Linked DNA regions of Mus musculus: region 2 is linked to region 1. The links are chromatin contacts, called in public capture Hi-C maps. All regions are on one chromosome and are shown on one strand. The core of a region is the stretch at or near the end of the contact, and the rest is flanking DNA. Distances in the headings are between cores, read along the strand shown.

The links. Capture Hi-C pulls out chosen DNA fragments and counts their contacts.
Region 2: a contact with region 1 is called in a capture Hi-C map of embryonic stem cells, with 6 times the contacts expected there. The contact joins two enhancer-like sites. A contact is called at or near these places in 2 of 39 promoter capture datasets (embryonic stem cells and maxillary cranial neural crest), 1 of 15 datasets of contacts at CTCF or cohesin (large pre-B cells), 3 of 115 datasets of contacts at active chromatin or transcription factors (the SCID.adh cell line and embryonic stem cells) and 2 of 9 other capture datasets (embryonic stem cells and macrophages).

Annotation. Positions count from the first base shown.
Region 1 is chr1:36,766,118-36,773,642 of GRCm38.p6, forward strand. It overlaps Zap70 (zeta-chain (TCR) associated protein kinase), which reads left to right. Exons shown (of 13, transcript NM_009539.3): 2 at 4,685-5,095; 3 at 5,672-5,832. The coding sequence starts at 4,694. Among named protein-coding and RNA genes, the nearest start is that of Zap70, 8.1 kb to the left of the region's middle. Within about 2 kb of position 4,879, at least 23 of the 459 cell types and tissues checked have an H3K27ac peak or open chromatin away from gene starts, as enhancers often do. A contact at or near this core is called in embryonic stem cells, where this site is marked.
Region 2 is chr1:37,667,335-37,674,859 of GRCm38.p6, forward strand. All of the region lies in intron 1 of Cracdl (capping protein inhibiting regulator of actin like), which reads right to left. It overlaps 4930470B04Rik (a long non-coding RNA gene), which reads left to right. Exons shown (of 3, transcript XR_373326.4): 3 at 1,293-2,202. Among named protein-coding and RNA genes, the nearest start is that of Gm39628, 13 kb to the right of the region's middle. Within about 2 kb of position 4,242, at least 4 of the 459 cell types and tissues checked have an H3K27ac peak or open chromatin away from gene starts, as enhancers often do. A contact at or near this core is called in embryonic stem cells, where this site is marked.

The sequences.
Region 1 (7,525 bases), core at 3,629-6,128:
GGCTCCTGGGAGCAGCTGGACCACACTGGTCTGGCCTGGTTGCAGGCGGGAGACAAAGACTTTTGCTAACATCTTGCCCCTAGCCCTTCATCTTCTGCCTTTTTCTGTCATCTTCCTCTGGTCTCAGCATCTCTCACTACAGTATCCCTAAAGACTTGGTTCCCATGTTGCATGAATACGAGGAGAATGAACCAGGAAAGCTAGGAAGGTGGATATAGACACATGCCTGGATGCAGGCAACTCTGGGATGGCTGGCTGTCGGTAGGGCATGATTGTCATGATGGCTGTCACAGTAGTGGGACAAAGGATGGAGGAAAAACAGGGTAAACTCCTACCTCTGGGCCACCTTGGCCTTTGGTCTGAGATGCCAGTCTTGGCTTAGAGCCTTGTACTAGACCCCGAGATCCAGCCCTCCTCAGCCTCTCTTCTATAACTAACATCTGATTACCCAGGCTGCACCTGTGGCCATGTGGGACAAAGCTGCTCAAAGTGTGTGACTGACAGCTTCCTGCCACAGCTTCCTGCTCCAGAGACCATCCTTGTTACTGACCCCCCCTCCCCAGAACATGTCCCCACTCCCCGACCCCTGCTGTCCTATCCTGCAGCCTCATACTCTGAAAAGCAGCCTTAGGAGCCTCCAGGAAGGGCTGTCTGCATCTGGGGAGATGGAGAGGGCCAGGGAAGGCAAACTCAGAAAAGTCCTGCATAGACAGACATCTGGAAGTGGGTCTGAAGGAAATCAAGCAACCCTGCCCGGTTGGAGCAGAGTGTGGAGGAGTTTTGATCCAATGAGGGAGCCATAGTAGGTTCTTGAGCAAAGGAGACCATGGTGACAAATCACCCAGGAGCAGCATGCAGGCCTCAGAGCTCAGCTCAAGTGGAAACAGACAGTGGAGGACTCAGCTAACCACAGGCATTCTGCGGCTGAGATCTGGGTCTGTTTGTATTAATAGAAACAGTTGGTGGAGATCAAAGGAGATGGTGGTGACACAAGCCAGCATCAGGTTAGAGATCTGGCTCTGGGGAGATGCATGTATAGTTTGGGTAGCTATGGTGGGATGACCAAGTAAGGGGGCAAGGCTGGGAAAGGGGAGAGACAGGGAAAGAGAGGAAGGGAGAGGGAGGGAGGGAGGGAGAGAGAGAGAGAGAGAGAGAGAGAGAGAGAGAGAGAGAGAGAGAGAGAGAGAGAGAGAGAGAGAACACAAAGAACACACAGGAAGTATAAGGGCCAAAGAGGACAAGCCAAAGACTTTGTGAGGACCACAGAGATCTGAGATCAAACAGAAGGGAGGAGACATGACACCCATTCCCCAGAGGACCTGGCGTGGAGCAGCAGGTGCTTGCCTAGTACCTCCCTAGCTAGGGGTGGAGCAGGGCACCAGGCTAGATGAGAGCCAGAATGGGAGTCGTCAGATGGAGACCGGAGGGAAGCCGACCTGATTGTTGTAAGTTTTCCTGCCTCTGTTCTTACTGAGGGCGTGAACACGTCTAAACTTCCCAGCTGCTCTTCCCACCCTTTGTTTAAAAATGGAGGTCGTTTACATCCAGTGGTGTCTTCGGACCGCCCGTGGGAAAGGTCTGATCTGACAGATGTGTGCAGGGGAGAAGCAGCCACTTTTGCCAAACTGTAGATTATTCTCTAATTCCTTCAGGTCCCTGTAGTCGCCCCCACCCGTTGCCGCTGACAGAACTCCCTGCCACAGTTCTGACAGCCTGGTTGGCAGCCATTCTTTGCTTTGGTCACAGGGCATGCTGCTGTGCCGTCTACACTGGAGGCACCTGCCTCTTTCTACCTGTTGAGAAATATTTACGTCACTTTCAGCGTTTGACAGTTTTAAATAAAAATTGCTATAAAACTTCCTTGGAGGCTTTTCTATCAGGTTCCATTTTTTTTTTTTTTTAAGGAGCCTGGAACTTGGTGGCTTGTTTCAGGTAGTCTCATGAAATACTCTCTGAAAAGACTCTTTTTAAAAATGGTTCTCTTGGGGCTGGAGAGATGGCTCTGTGTTGAAGAGACTGGCTGCTCTTCCAAAGGACCTGGGTTTTATTGCTAACATCTGAATGGACTCATAAATGTCTATAACGCCCACCCTCTTCAGATCTCTGTGGCCACCAGGCACACATATGATCTACAGACATACATACATGCACACAAAAACACTCATATACATAAAACAAAATTGAAAACATTAAAGGGTCCTCCCTCCCTCCCCTCCCTCTCTTTCATTGTTTGGTTTTCTGAGACAGGGTCTCATTATCTCAGGGGCCTTAACTGTATCCCAGACTGGCCTGGAACTCAGTCCTACAGGCTCAGCTTCCCGAGTACTGGGATCACAAGTGTGTATCACCAGGCCAGTTTGGAAACTACCCTTCTCCCAGTGGAAAGACCAAGACTGCAGTGCCATTGATGGTGTGGGTTTCTGATCACTGCTTGCAATTAACTATTGTGGGGCTGGGTAGTCCATAGCTTCCCTCGCTGCTTCTGTGTCATGTGATCAGCAGCCCCGGAGCCTGCCCCACCCAAGTATCTTCTTCAGCTTCAGCCTCTATCCCTGCCCCTCCCTGGACACTCCTATCGGACACAGCCTTTCTCTGTTACCAAGCCTGTCCTTATACCCGGGTGCCTTCATTTGCATAAGGAGGACACTGAGTCGCTTCCGAGTCTTCCCGGGTCAGCTCAGTAGGTAACAGGCAGTTGTTATGATAAGCTAATTGTTTTCAACATTGCAGAAAAGCAAGAATACTGAGAGTGGAAAGAGTGAATGGTCTCACATTCAGCCCTGGGTCCTGCAGCTCACATTCTGCTCCGCTTATCAGCTTATCAGAGAGATCAGCCCTCATTATTCACAGATTCCATATTTGAGAATTCACCTTCGGGCTAAACTTTGCAATCCTCAAAATAATATGGTGTTTCCCCCCACGATTTGCAGATGTACATTGAATGGAAAGAATTATTGAGTCACAGATGATAACTTCACTACGGAGCATGAGCAATACAGGGCTCTGCTGCTTGCTCCTGTGGGGTGGCACATTTCTTGGGCCTTCCCATATGAGGCAGAGGTTCTGTGATAGATCCAGCCCAGCAATGTGTTTTCAACCAGATGTTGTGAAATACACCACACACACACACACACACACACACACACACACACACACACACACGAGTACAGCTGGCTCTGATGGGATCTCAGGTCAAAGGCCTGCCTAGGACATGCCTTTAAGCCCGGTGTACTGGTGCAGGTTTACATTCCCAGTAAATGGGAGGTGGAGGCAGGAGGATCAAGAGTTCAGTCTCAACCACATAGTGACTTTGAGGCCAACCTGGGCTCAGCACTGTGTGGTTCTCCTTGACGGAGCAGATACAATAAATCTTAATGCACACTGAAATTTGATTAATTCAGACACTGGTGTAACCCAAGCTTGAACAAGATACAGGATACTAGCAGCCTTCCAGGGAGTTCAGGGTAGACAATTTAAAATCACTTGCCTATCATATTATCTGTCTATCTGTCTGCCTGTTTGTTCATCTATCTACCTCAGATCTGTCTAGCATGTATGTATCAATATACCATATATTTATCTCAGATCTATCATCTATGTCTGTCTATCTATCTGTCTGTCTCAGATTTGTCTATCATCTATGTTTCTATGTATCTATATACCTATCTATCATTCTTAGATCTATTATCTATGTGTCTGTCTATCTGTCCATCTGTCCATCCATCCACTCATTTATCCATCCATTTACCCCAAGCTGACCTTAAATTCATGTGACCCTCCTGCCTCAGCCTCTCAAACGCTGGGGTAGCATACTCGGGCCACCATGCTTTTCTGTCTCTTCTCCCTAACCACAAACCCCATTTCGTCCTCATGGTTGCATCAGACTTAACATTAGAGTAAAATCCTGACTTTTAACAATCTGTCTATGGATGGATAGTCAGATTAGCTCTTACTTTCTGAAGCTGGTTCTGGCAGGCAGAGGGGTGGGGACAAAGGGAATTACAGGAGACCAAGGGCATCCTCTGGGAAGCAGGGAAGACTGGGGCCAGGTTCCCTGCTGAGCAGTTAGTTAGCCTTGCTCTGCCTTACACTCTCCCCTCCTGTTTTTGTTTTGTTTTATTTTTTCAAGACAGGGTTTCTCTGTGTAGCCTTGGTTGTCCTGGATCTTGCTCTGTAGATCAGGCTGTCCTTGAACTCACAGATCTACCTGCCTCTGCCTGCCAAATGCTGGGATTAAAGGCGTGGGCCAACACCGTCCAGCTTCCCCTATAAGTTTTTTTTTTTTTTTTTTTTTTTTTTTTTTTTGAGATGGTTCCACCTTATCCTCATGCTCTGAGCTAGAGGGGGAGGCCCTTCTAGCCATGGTAACCTCATTCTCTCATATCATTCTTTAAAACCCAGACTTCAATCTATAATGGTAATGGTCACGCCTATCACACTATTGACCGCCACCTCCCGTGTGTGTGTGGCCTTCGAAAGGGAAGGGAATGACATATCTTTGGAAACTGAAGGGTCAGTTCAGACCTGGGGACCTTCGGGGTGTCTGGATGTTGTGCACAGGTCCCCAAAAAGTCAGAAGTGGGTTTCAGAAGTGGGTGCCAGGACAGGGTAGCTCCTCTCTGGAACTGACTCCCGTGCAAAGATGAGGCACCATGATGGCCCTGAAACGCCTTTGCACCCACAGGGTCCAGCGATGCCCGATCCCGCGGCGCACCTGCCATTCTTCTATGGCAGCATCTCGCGGGCTGAGGCCGAGGAGCACCTGAAGCTGGCAGGCATGGCCGACGGGCTGTTCCTCCTGCGCCAGTGTTTGCGCTCCCTGGGCGGCTACGTGCTGTCGTTGGTGCACGACGTGCGCTTCCACCATTTCCCCATCGAGCGCCAACTCAACGGCACGTACGCCATCGCGGGCGGGAAGGCGCACTGCGGCCCGGCCGAGCTCTGCCAGTTCTACTCTCAGGACCCCGACGGGCTGCCCTGCAACCTGCGTAAGCCGTGTAACCGGCCGCCCGGACTGGAGCCACAGCCCGGGGTCTTCGACTGCCTGCGTGATGCTATGGTGCGCGACTACGTGCGCCAGACCTGGAAGCTGGAGGTGAGGGCGTGGTCAGAGGGGGAGTGGGCGAGGCATGGAGGCTGATGCTGTGTCTTCATTGGCTTGCAAGATGCTCTGAGGCCTGGGATTTGGAAGTGACAGAATGCTGAGGCCCTAGTTGAGCCCATGACCTGGAAGGAGGACTTGCAGGTCCAGGCTTGCGCAGCCTGAATGATGCTGTGGTGCTTCACCATCTATGATGCGCCTGAAGGTGCCAGAGAGGACCATGAAGGGCAGGCCTGTGGCCTACAGAAGGATGGCAGACAGAGACTATAGGCTGTAGTCCTCAGCATGTGCTATGCTTGAGCAGGAAATTGTGTAGGACCTTGAAGCTGATGAGCTTCAAGCTGGCCTAGAAGGTGAAGCCTAGGCACGGTGCCTCCCTGGGTGGATTAGGAAGGAGACCTTAGAGCTGACAGAGGTTCCTCCAACAGCTTTCAGACACACTCTAGGGATGCCTAGGTGGGTGGGTTCCTCTTACGGAACAGGTGTTCTGGAAAGTACAGAGCAAGCAAGTGGGTTCTGGTGGCTGGCCACTTGGCCACTCCCATAACGCTCCTCTTTCCTCCTCCTCAGGGCGATGCACTAGAGCAGGCCATCATCAGCCAGGCCCCACAGGTGGAGAAGCTCATTGCTACCACAGCCCACGAGCGAATGCCCTGGTATCACAGCAGCCTGACTCGTGAGGAGGCCGAGCGCAAACTCTATTCCGGCCAGCAGACCGACGGCAAGTTCCTGTATGTGGGGCATGGGAGTGCAGTTGATGAGGGGCCAGGGCTTATTGGTTGAAATCCTGGGGGCCAGGTGGGCAGGCAGACCTGAGTGTGCACGTGGGCTCGAAGAGCAAATATGTCTGTGTGCACATGCGCAGAGGTACTTTGATACGGTAAAGTCCTTACAGTGAACTGGAAGGACTCCAGAGCTGGAGTCACCTGCATTGAGCCTAGCTTTTTGCTGCCTGTAGGCTACGGGCTGGGTAGCAGGCAATGGTATGGATTAGACAGGGAGGATGTTGAAGGAATCTATTCTATAGATGCCAGCAGTGTCTGCCTGAGACCTGTGTAAAGAATCTCAGGAATCAATGTGTGTAGAGCAGTAGCGTAGGCAAGTTAGATATGAGCCCTTGTGTTCCTGCGCGATGCTATGGTGTGTGACTATGTGCGCCAGACCTGGAAGCTGGAGGTGAGGGCGTGGTCAGAGGGGGCGTGGGTGGGGCATGGAGGCTGATGCTGTGTCTGTGTGTCTGAGCCATGGCAGGGGTCATTCATGAGTTTCTTACAGTCAGAGTCTGAAGCTCTTTTTTTTTTTTTAGAAGCCTGCTGAACATTCAAAAGCCAGGGCCAGGTGCTACTTCCTTGCTTGGGTGTGGGTGTTTTAAGTATAAATGTTATTCAGATATCAGCCAGTCACTAGGCATCCAGATAGGAGAGTTGGTGCCTGCCTCTCTCTGTGACCCCAGAAAGCCCAGTGTTTATATCAAGTAGCCTGGGGGACAGTCCCTAGGGCCTCTCTGCGATGAATCATTGCTCCGCCTCCTCCCCCAGGGCTGTTCCCTTTCCCAGGATCTGCTTGAAGAACTAACCCTTGACCCTCAATGTGGTCTGTGCTGAGAGCCTGCAGGTCTCCCCAGAGATAGCATTCTCTCCTGGACTTTGCTGTCAGTGGAAAGGGAAGAGTGTGTATAATACCAGACTGGAGAGAGGGATCAGCGGTTCCCAGCACCTGCGGCACGGCTTACATTCACCTGTAACCACAGCCCCCCTCCCCCTGCACTCACAGGCACATACCCCACTTCCCATACATACAATTAAAAATAATAGCTGGGCAGTGGTGGTGGCACACGCCTTTAATCCCAGCACTTGGGAGGCAGAGGCAGGCGGATTTCTGAGTTCAAGGCCAGCCTGGTCTTCAGAGTGAGTTCCAGGACAGCCAGGGCTACACAGAGAAACTCTGTCTCGAAAACAAAACAAAACAAAACAAAAATGGTAAAGTGGATCTGGGGGAGAGGGGAGATATGGTGGGATGGAAATGGGGGGAATGAAGAGGGGGAAACATGGTTGGGATGTATTGAAAACAAGAATTAAAATAAATAATGAAATAAAAGAAAGACATTTTAAAAATGTATATCTACACATACATTTATATAATGCACATATTGTATATACATACATGCATGTATATTTTATTTTGCCTGACAGTTGGAATATAAATTGTAGGGATATTTCTAATGCTTTTGAGGGAGGTGTTTTTCTATCTTTCTTTCTTCACAATGTGGGGATTGAAGCCACGACTTTGCCTACTGTAGGCAAACACTCTACTACTGAGATCTATTCCCAGTTAGCCCTGAGAAATCTCTTAAATTCTGATTAATGATAATTTGCTGGGGCTGGGGATGTAACTAGTGATGGGGTGTGTGCTCAGCACGCACAC
Region 2 (7,525 bases), core at 2,992-5,491, 900 kb after region 1:
CATAACACCTATGTGTATCCATTAGAAAGCTATTTATAAACTGCAACAGAAAGTCTTCTGTGGAAAAATACTTAATGTTTTCATAGTAGGACCTCTGTCTTGGTCTGTTTTCTCTTCTTACAACTGAATAATACGACATACTGATGATTTATAAGGAATAAACGTTTATTTGGCTCATAGCTCTATGGAGAGGTCTGACGTCGAGGGGCTGCATCTGGTAGGGGCTTTGCTGTTGGCAGTGACTCTGAAGAGTCTTGACACAGCCTAGGACACCACCCTGTGAGCGTTGCAGACATGAGACAGAGGTGAAGTGGCTTTTATGACAGATCCACTGGCGGTAACCCATGAATCCACAGATGGGTCAACTTATTCTTATTTTTTATTGCCCATCTCTTTTTCTATGTCTTTCAAGTTCTCTCTCTCTCTGTCTGTCTGTCTCTCTGTCTGTCTCTCTCTCTCTCTATCTCTCCCCCCTACCCTGTGTGTGTGTGTGTGTGTGTGTGTGTGTGTATAGGCCAGAAGTTGAAATCTGGTGTCTTCCTCAATCACGTATATATTGAGGTAGGCCCTCAAACTGGAACCCAGAGCTTGCAGGTTCTGCTAGTTTACCTATCCAGCTTGTCAACCTGTCTCAAGGATCCCCTTTCTCTGTCTCCAGAGTGATGGGATTACGGGCAGGCTGCCACACCCACCTGGCACTTATGTGGGTTTCCAAGCATCTAAACTCCTATCCTCATGGTTCTGAGGCAAGTGTTCTACCCACTAGGCCGAGTCCCCAGTTTGCCCATCTCATAACGCCTCCCAATGGAGACTAAAGTCCAACTTGCTCTTTGGTGAGGACATTCAAGCCATAGTAACATCCCAGGCTCCCAGGATCACATTATTCAGAAGGATCAGCATAAACACAGCAGGTCCTGGAGAATATCTATCCCCTCTCATCCAGTGCCCACACCCACCAGGGATTCGATGCTATAACTCAGTTTTACAAGAGAAGGACGCAGGATCTTCAAGGATGAACAGCTGGTACAAGATCACTGATCTAGTAGCTGAAAATCTGATACTCAAATCAAAGCTTGTCCATGACCCAAGTGCCTGTCTATCCTAAGATGGCAGCAACCTGCTAAGAAACACTGGCCAAGCGCTTGAGGGACCAGTCAGGTTCCATCCCTTCGGGTTCGGCAATCTGATAGTCTGTATCAAAAGCCTTTTAGAGCCTCATCCTGCTGGCTCAGTCATTTCTCCTCTGGGGAGTTTGTCCTAACTCCACACTGGGGACATTGTCTCTGCCACAGAGCTGAAGGGGAAGCAGTCCTGGAGTGGAGAGGCTTCGAACACTATACCGCAGAGGAGGCTGGTTCGCCTGCCCTCAGCAGCCTGGAACCTTGGATTTGGGACAGCTCAACTTGCATGCTTCATGCAGCAGCTGTGCTCTGACCTGAGGGAAGAAACAGGGCCCAAACCGGAGTGGCCCAGCGCAGGAACGCAGCCCCCGGGGTCCAGCCATCTGAAAAACAGGCTGAAGGACCCTCACATCATGAACCACTCCACACAGCCACCCCCTCGGAGGGAAACTCACTCAGGCATGGCCATCTCGACATTGCTATGCGCTTTACCTCGTGTTAAAATTCTGAACGTTCACATTGTTGAAACAACACTGGGAGAGAGAAAGTGTGTTTGTGGGGGTCTAAGTGTTTTACAGCGGCAAAGTTAGCTAAGTTAGAAAACTAATCAAGAGATGTTTACAATATCATTTATGCACGAGTTAGCTTCCGAATCATCCCTTGGATGAATGCTGCTCATATTAACCTTTACAAGTAGCTCCTGGCTTGTTACATATCCTGCTCTTGCTTCATATCTCAAAAATGCTGTCACAAAAAACTCCAAATTTGCCACGGACTGCACACATATTGAGCCAAATGTAAAGAGTTCCCATAAGGCCCTGCCCGTGAACAGGCTTCCATTGTTCTTTCTAGGGGTGTATAACTTGGGTGGAGAAACCTGAGGGGAGAGCAGGAGAAATGGGCCAGGGTGGTTGCTCCTGCACAGCGCCTGGATTCAGTTCCTAGCAGTCACTCAGCGGTTCACAACCTACCACAACTCAAGTGCTAAGAGACCCAATGCCTTTTTCTGATCTCCCTGGATACCTACCAGGTGCACAAACACACACACACATACACACACGCACACACACACACACGCGCGCGCGCGCGCGCGGGTAAAACACTCATACTCTAAAATAAAATAAGATTAAAAAAAAAACAAAAAACGACGAGGATGAGGAGAAGAAACATGAGCCAAAAAATAAAGAAGAGGAGGAGGGGGAGTGGGGGGAAGAAGAGGAGGGGAGGACAAGGAGGAAGATGGGAAGAAGGAGGGGGAGGAGGAGGACAAGGAGAAGGGGATGAGGAGGAGGGAGAAGAGGAGGAGGACAAGGAAGAGGAGGAAGAGGAAGAAGATGAGGAGGAAGAGGAGGAGGAGGATGAAGAGGAGAAAGCTCTATAGTAGTTCCCTCCTGGAAAAAAGGAGACTGCAGGAGTTGCTACCCCTCAGGCTACATGGCATCAGTTACTCTCAATATGCCAAGTGCACGCTACCCTCTCCCAGAATCCAAAGGAAACCATTAAAGAACTTCTTAAAGATGGGACCAAGTGCTGTGGCCTCCTCTCAGACCCTTGAGAAATCCCCACTGCAGAAATGAAGGGGTTCGGGGCTCCATGGAAAATCCCTAGGCAAGAGCAGATGCAACTAGTAGTGTCTTTTGTTTGTCCTGAGGCCAGCTTCCCACTGTCACCGGATATTACCACCATCCTACCTTTAGAGGCAGCCCAAGTACAAGTGACAGATGTGGTTATTTTTGTTGTTGTTTGTTTTCCTTTGCTTTTTACAAAGAAAGGCTCATCCTCTCTGATTGCCACAGTGCTGCTTCCAGATGGAGCTACAGATAGACTGAAGAACCATTGTCACCCCAACTCCATCTCTCAGATCACAGGACAGGAAGGCAAAGCCTCCTGACACTCCCAACTCCAGGGAACCCACCATTTCTCTCTCTGGGCACATGTAACACAGGGTAATCTCAGCTGTGTAGTCACTATGTGGAGATTACGCACATACAGAGCAAAGCCAGGGTAATGTCCTTTCCCACACTGTCCCTCTACACAGCTGCCGCAGCTAAGCACCATGAGGCTGGGACCATGGACAGAGTGTGACCCAGACCCTCACCCAGCAGAACTGGTATCCAGTGTTGTTATCTGCAAGAACTCCTCTGAGGATGAGACACGAGAGCAGAGGACTCAAACAGGAGCATCACGGACCACTGGAAATAGTGTGTAGCAAGAGAGTGAAGGGCCAGGCTTCAGCACGGAGGACAGAAATCGAGGTCCATAGGTGACAGGAACCAGCTGGCTAGTGGAGTCTACGTTTGCTCTGGTGGGGTGGGTGGGCAGGCAGGCTGGTAGGCTGTGGGTTAGAGGGTGGCCCCTAACACCAACGATTCATTCTCAGACATACTGAGCACTGTGCCAATAAATATGACCTGTCCATCTGTTGGTCTGCTTTAGTCAAATCCCAAGTTTTCTCCCAACCAGCTTGATCCTGGGGTAAGACACACATCTGCAAACTGGCTTGTCACACATAAGAGCAAAGCCTTCCAGGAATCATCTCGGAAGGACATTTGAATTTGGACCTGATATGAAGATTTTTAGAAATAATGAAATCATCAAACCCCAAATTGTACAGCTTCATTTGCCTGCCTTTTAAAACTCAGCAAAAATGGAGGTAGTATTTTAATGCCTTTATAAGTCTGAAATCACCTCGGTGGGTTAGCAGCTAAAAAGGTATTAAATTAGCTTCTATTTTAACTTAACCTAAAAATATCTTAGGCAGCCTGTAAAAGCACCACACAGCTTAAAGCTGTTAACCGAGTTCACGTTCCCCATCCTGTTGCAAGCCGATGGTGTTTAAGGTGGGTTTATTCCTGATTGACAGTGTTTCTCTCCAAGAACTGGAATGTAGTGAGGGACAGCTTTGTGTTCACAGCATGGAATGCATAGACTACAGTAAATGGCTATAAATTGTAATGAATGTGTTGGGCGTTTCATTTTAAAGTCACCACCAACCACAGTTTTTGCCTTAGGAGGTGCCTCTTTTTAACCATAACAAAAGATGAGGCAAAAGGGCACCGCCTGACACCACCCTCTCACTGTCCTTGGCAGACATCAGCAATCAATCACAGTATCATTCTCAGGACTGCTCACAGCATAGTACTCCAGACAGCTACTAACTGCCGGGTGCTCAGACCCATTCATGGCTATAAACCTGTGACCAATGTTAGCAGAAGTCACGATAAATCTGTAGAACTGGATTCTAGCCTTCTTATCTCACAAGCTGAGTGACAGACACAAACAGCTTGCCTCTGCCCATGTGGTATACACTGCTTGGACTCTGTTACATTGCTTTTAAAAAGTTGAAGGACTATAAAATTGGCACAGGTTTCTTTGCATTCGTGAACACACATAGATACATGTACGTGTGTGTGGGGGAGTGGGCACTGCACACAGGTGTGTCTGCATATGTGTGTGTGTGCGTGTGTACATATGGATCCCGGAGGACAATCTCAGGTATGCTCCTTCAGGTGCTATCCACTTATTTATTTATTTATTTATTTATTTATTTATTTATTTATTTTAAATGACAGGATCTCTCACTAGCCCAGAGGTTATCAAGTAGGCCAGGGTATCTGGTCAGCAAGCAATGGGTGGGGAGGGGGGTTCCACCTGTCTCCACCTCTTCTGCTTTGTTACACATCGAAACACCACACATGGCTTCTTAAATGTGGGTTCTGGGAACCACACCCAATTCTTCATGCTCATTTTACTGAGTGAGCTATCTCTACAGCCCAGCATAGACTTCTTTTTATGTAAAGCTATTTTAGACAACACATGACACATGCTTGAGATGAGCCCAATATATATATATTTGTTGATTTGTTGTCCAGAAAAATGAACATTCATGGCAGTACCACAAATGCCCTCCTACCATCCTTGCTGAGTTCCCCCGACTGCCACACCTAGTGTTCTGCATGGCCTCCAGGTGAAGCGTGAGTGCTCTGCCTTGCCCAGCAGCTCGGCCATAAGAAATGTTTCCCCTCCCAGGGCAACAGCAAGCTTCCCTACCTACTGGCATTTCGGGTTGTACACATCACTCTCCTGGCCTTTGAGTCCTTTTACCTTTGATGTCCTAATTTCTACACTCAGCAGAGGCTTGGTAAACACCTTATGATTCAGGAAACCTCATCAGAGAGCGGTCAGCAGAGAGCAAACCTGCATTCATTAAAAAATAAACAAACAGGGCTGGAGAGATGGCTCAGTGGTTAAGAGCACTGACTGCTCTTCCAGAGGTTCTAGGTTCAATTCCCAGCAACCACATGGTGGCTCACAACCATCAGGAATGAGATCTGATGCCCTCTTCTGTATCTGAAGACAGCTATAATGTACTCAAATTAATTAATTAATCTTTAAAAAACAAACTGTATTCTTTGGAAATTTCACACACGCAACAATGTATCTCCATCATAGACACACTATGCTCAGGTCCAAATTTCCCCCACCCACATCTAGTCTCCCTCCCAACTTCATGTCTTCCCTAAATAATTATTTTTAACCCACTGAGTCTAATTACTATTGCCCATATATCTGCACGTGGGAATGGGTTCATCCCCTGGGCCGTGGAGAAGTCACCAGTGGTCACACTCATTTGAAGAAGCGAGTCTCCTGCTCACAGCCGCCATCATCTGCCTATAGCTTGTCAAGTAGAGGTAGGGCCCAGGGAGCTCCTCCCTGCTCTGAGCTGGGGATTTTAACTGACTCGGTCTTGTGCTGGTTGAACCTCTGTTGTGAGTTCTGTGTGTAATAGTCATGTCCAAGAGGCAGCACTGCATGGCGGTCTTTTACATTTTTATGCTCCCTCTTCTGTGATGGTCCCTGGTCGTGCAGGGGATATGGGAATATCAGATAGCTGTTCCATCTATAGCTAGGCACACCCGGTCAGTTATCTTTGAACAGTAAAGGGTCTCTGCATTAACTACCACTCCCTGCAGTAGCATGCTTCTCTGACCAAGGGTGGGAGAAGCTCAGAGATATATATACGCAGTCTGACGAAGTGACCATTTAGAAAAAGCAACATCAACAGTTGTCCGTCAAGACCCACAATGTCTCTGGTCATGAATTCTGACCACATTTACATAACCAGGCATGAAATCCCTCCTGTGGAGGAAGCCTCAAATCCAATCAAGACAACACTTGGTTGACACCATAAACGATCTTTATCACTGTTAACCAGTGGGCACAGCTAGGCCTACGTTGTAGCATGCAGGGACAGCGTTGGGTAAGGCCACTGTGCAGCTGGCACAGCACTTTCTGGGACTGTGAAAGCTGGACAGCATGGAGTGTCTTTGTCACTTTGAGGTTGATTTCTCTGTGTCCTATAACCAAAGTACATGGTATATTCAGCAATAATATCTTGCCATCCAGTGACAGTGGGCAGCCAAGAGCAATAGCAACAGGCTATGTTGTGCGTGTCTCAGAAACCTCTCAGACTGGTAACTTGTAGGGGCTTGCCTGGCACTGAGATTTTCTTTTAATGGCCCATGTCTTGAGAGCAACATCGTTTATTAATATGGGGTACTTTTGGTCAAACTTTATTAAAATATGTTTAATAGGCTTACAGACTAGTGGTGTTCCATATGGCTCTTTCACGGTCCTCACTTTGGAATAGCCACCCCCCCCCAACTGTCCCCTGTCCCCTGACCACAGCTTTAGCACATAGCACCTCCGTTTTAGCAGCCTTTGTCAAGTTAAACTTTCTTCTAAACAGCTAAGATAAAAATTATTTCCAAAGAGTTCATTTTGTCTTGTTCATTTGGTAAGATCCGCTGACAAAGTGCCCCCGTGTGATTCAGAACCGGGGGCTGGTTTGGTGTGACATAAATATCTCCCTCGTCTGTGATTTTGAAGCATCACATTTGGAGAGCGGGGACATGGAGCAATATGGAGACACATTGGCTCATTATGTGCAAACACCTAATAATTCCAAATCACTCCAGCCTCTGTATTGCAAAGGCCTAAAAAAGGCAGCAAGCCTCCCCCTTTCCTAACTGTTTCAGCGGGGGTGGCCACAGTATGCTGATGGCCCCTGCCACTCAGCACTGAATGTCTCTTGGGTCCAGCTGGCTCCTCAGACTAAAAGTCTCCAAAGATGGTACTAATATGCTTGATGGCGTCTGCGTACGCCCTAGCACCAAGTTGAGCACAGTTACTAAGATAGAAATACAGCTCCACTGGCAAGGGTCACTTGCGTCACCGCAGTGGGCACAATGCTCCCTAGGGAGAACTACTATATTCCTCCATTGCCTGATGCACAGGAAAGGGACCAAGGAGGGCAGGCAGGATCCCACAAATAAACAAGAATACTGGGCACTTCTCAACGTTCCCCTTCCAGTAAGCAAAAGTGTGATGGTCACACAGTTTAC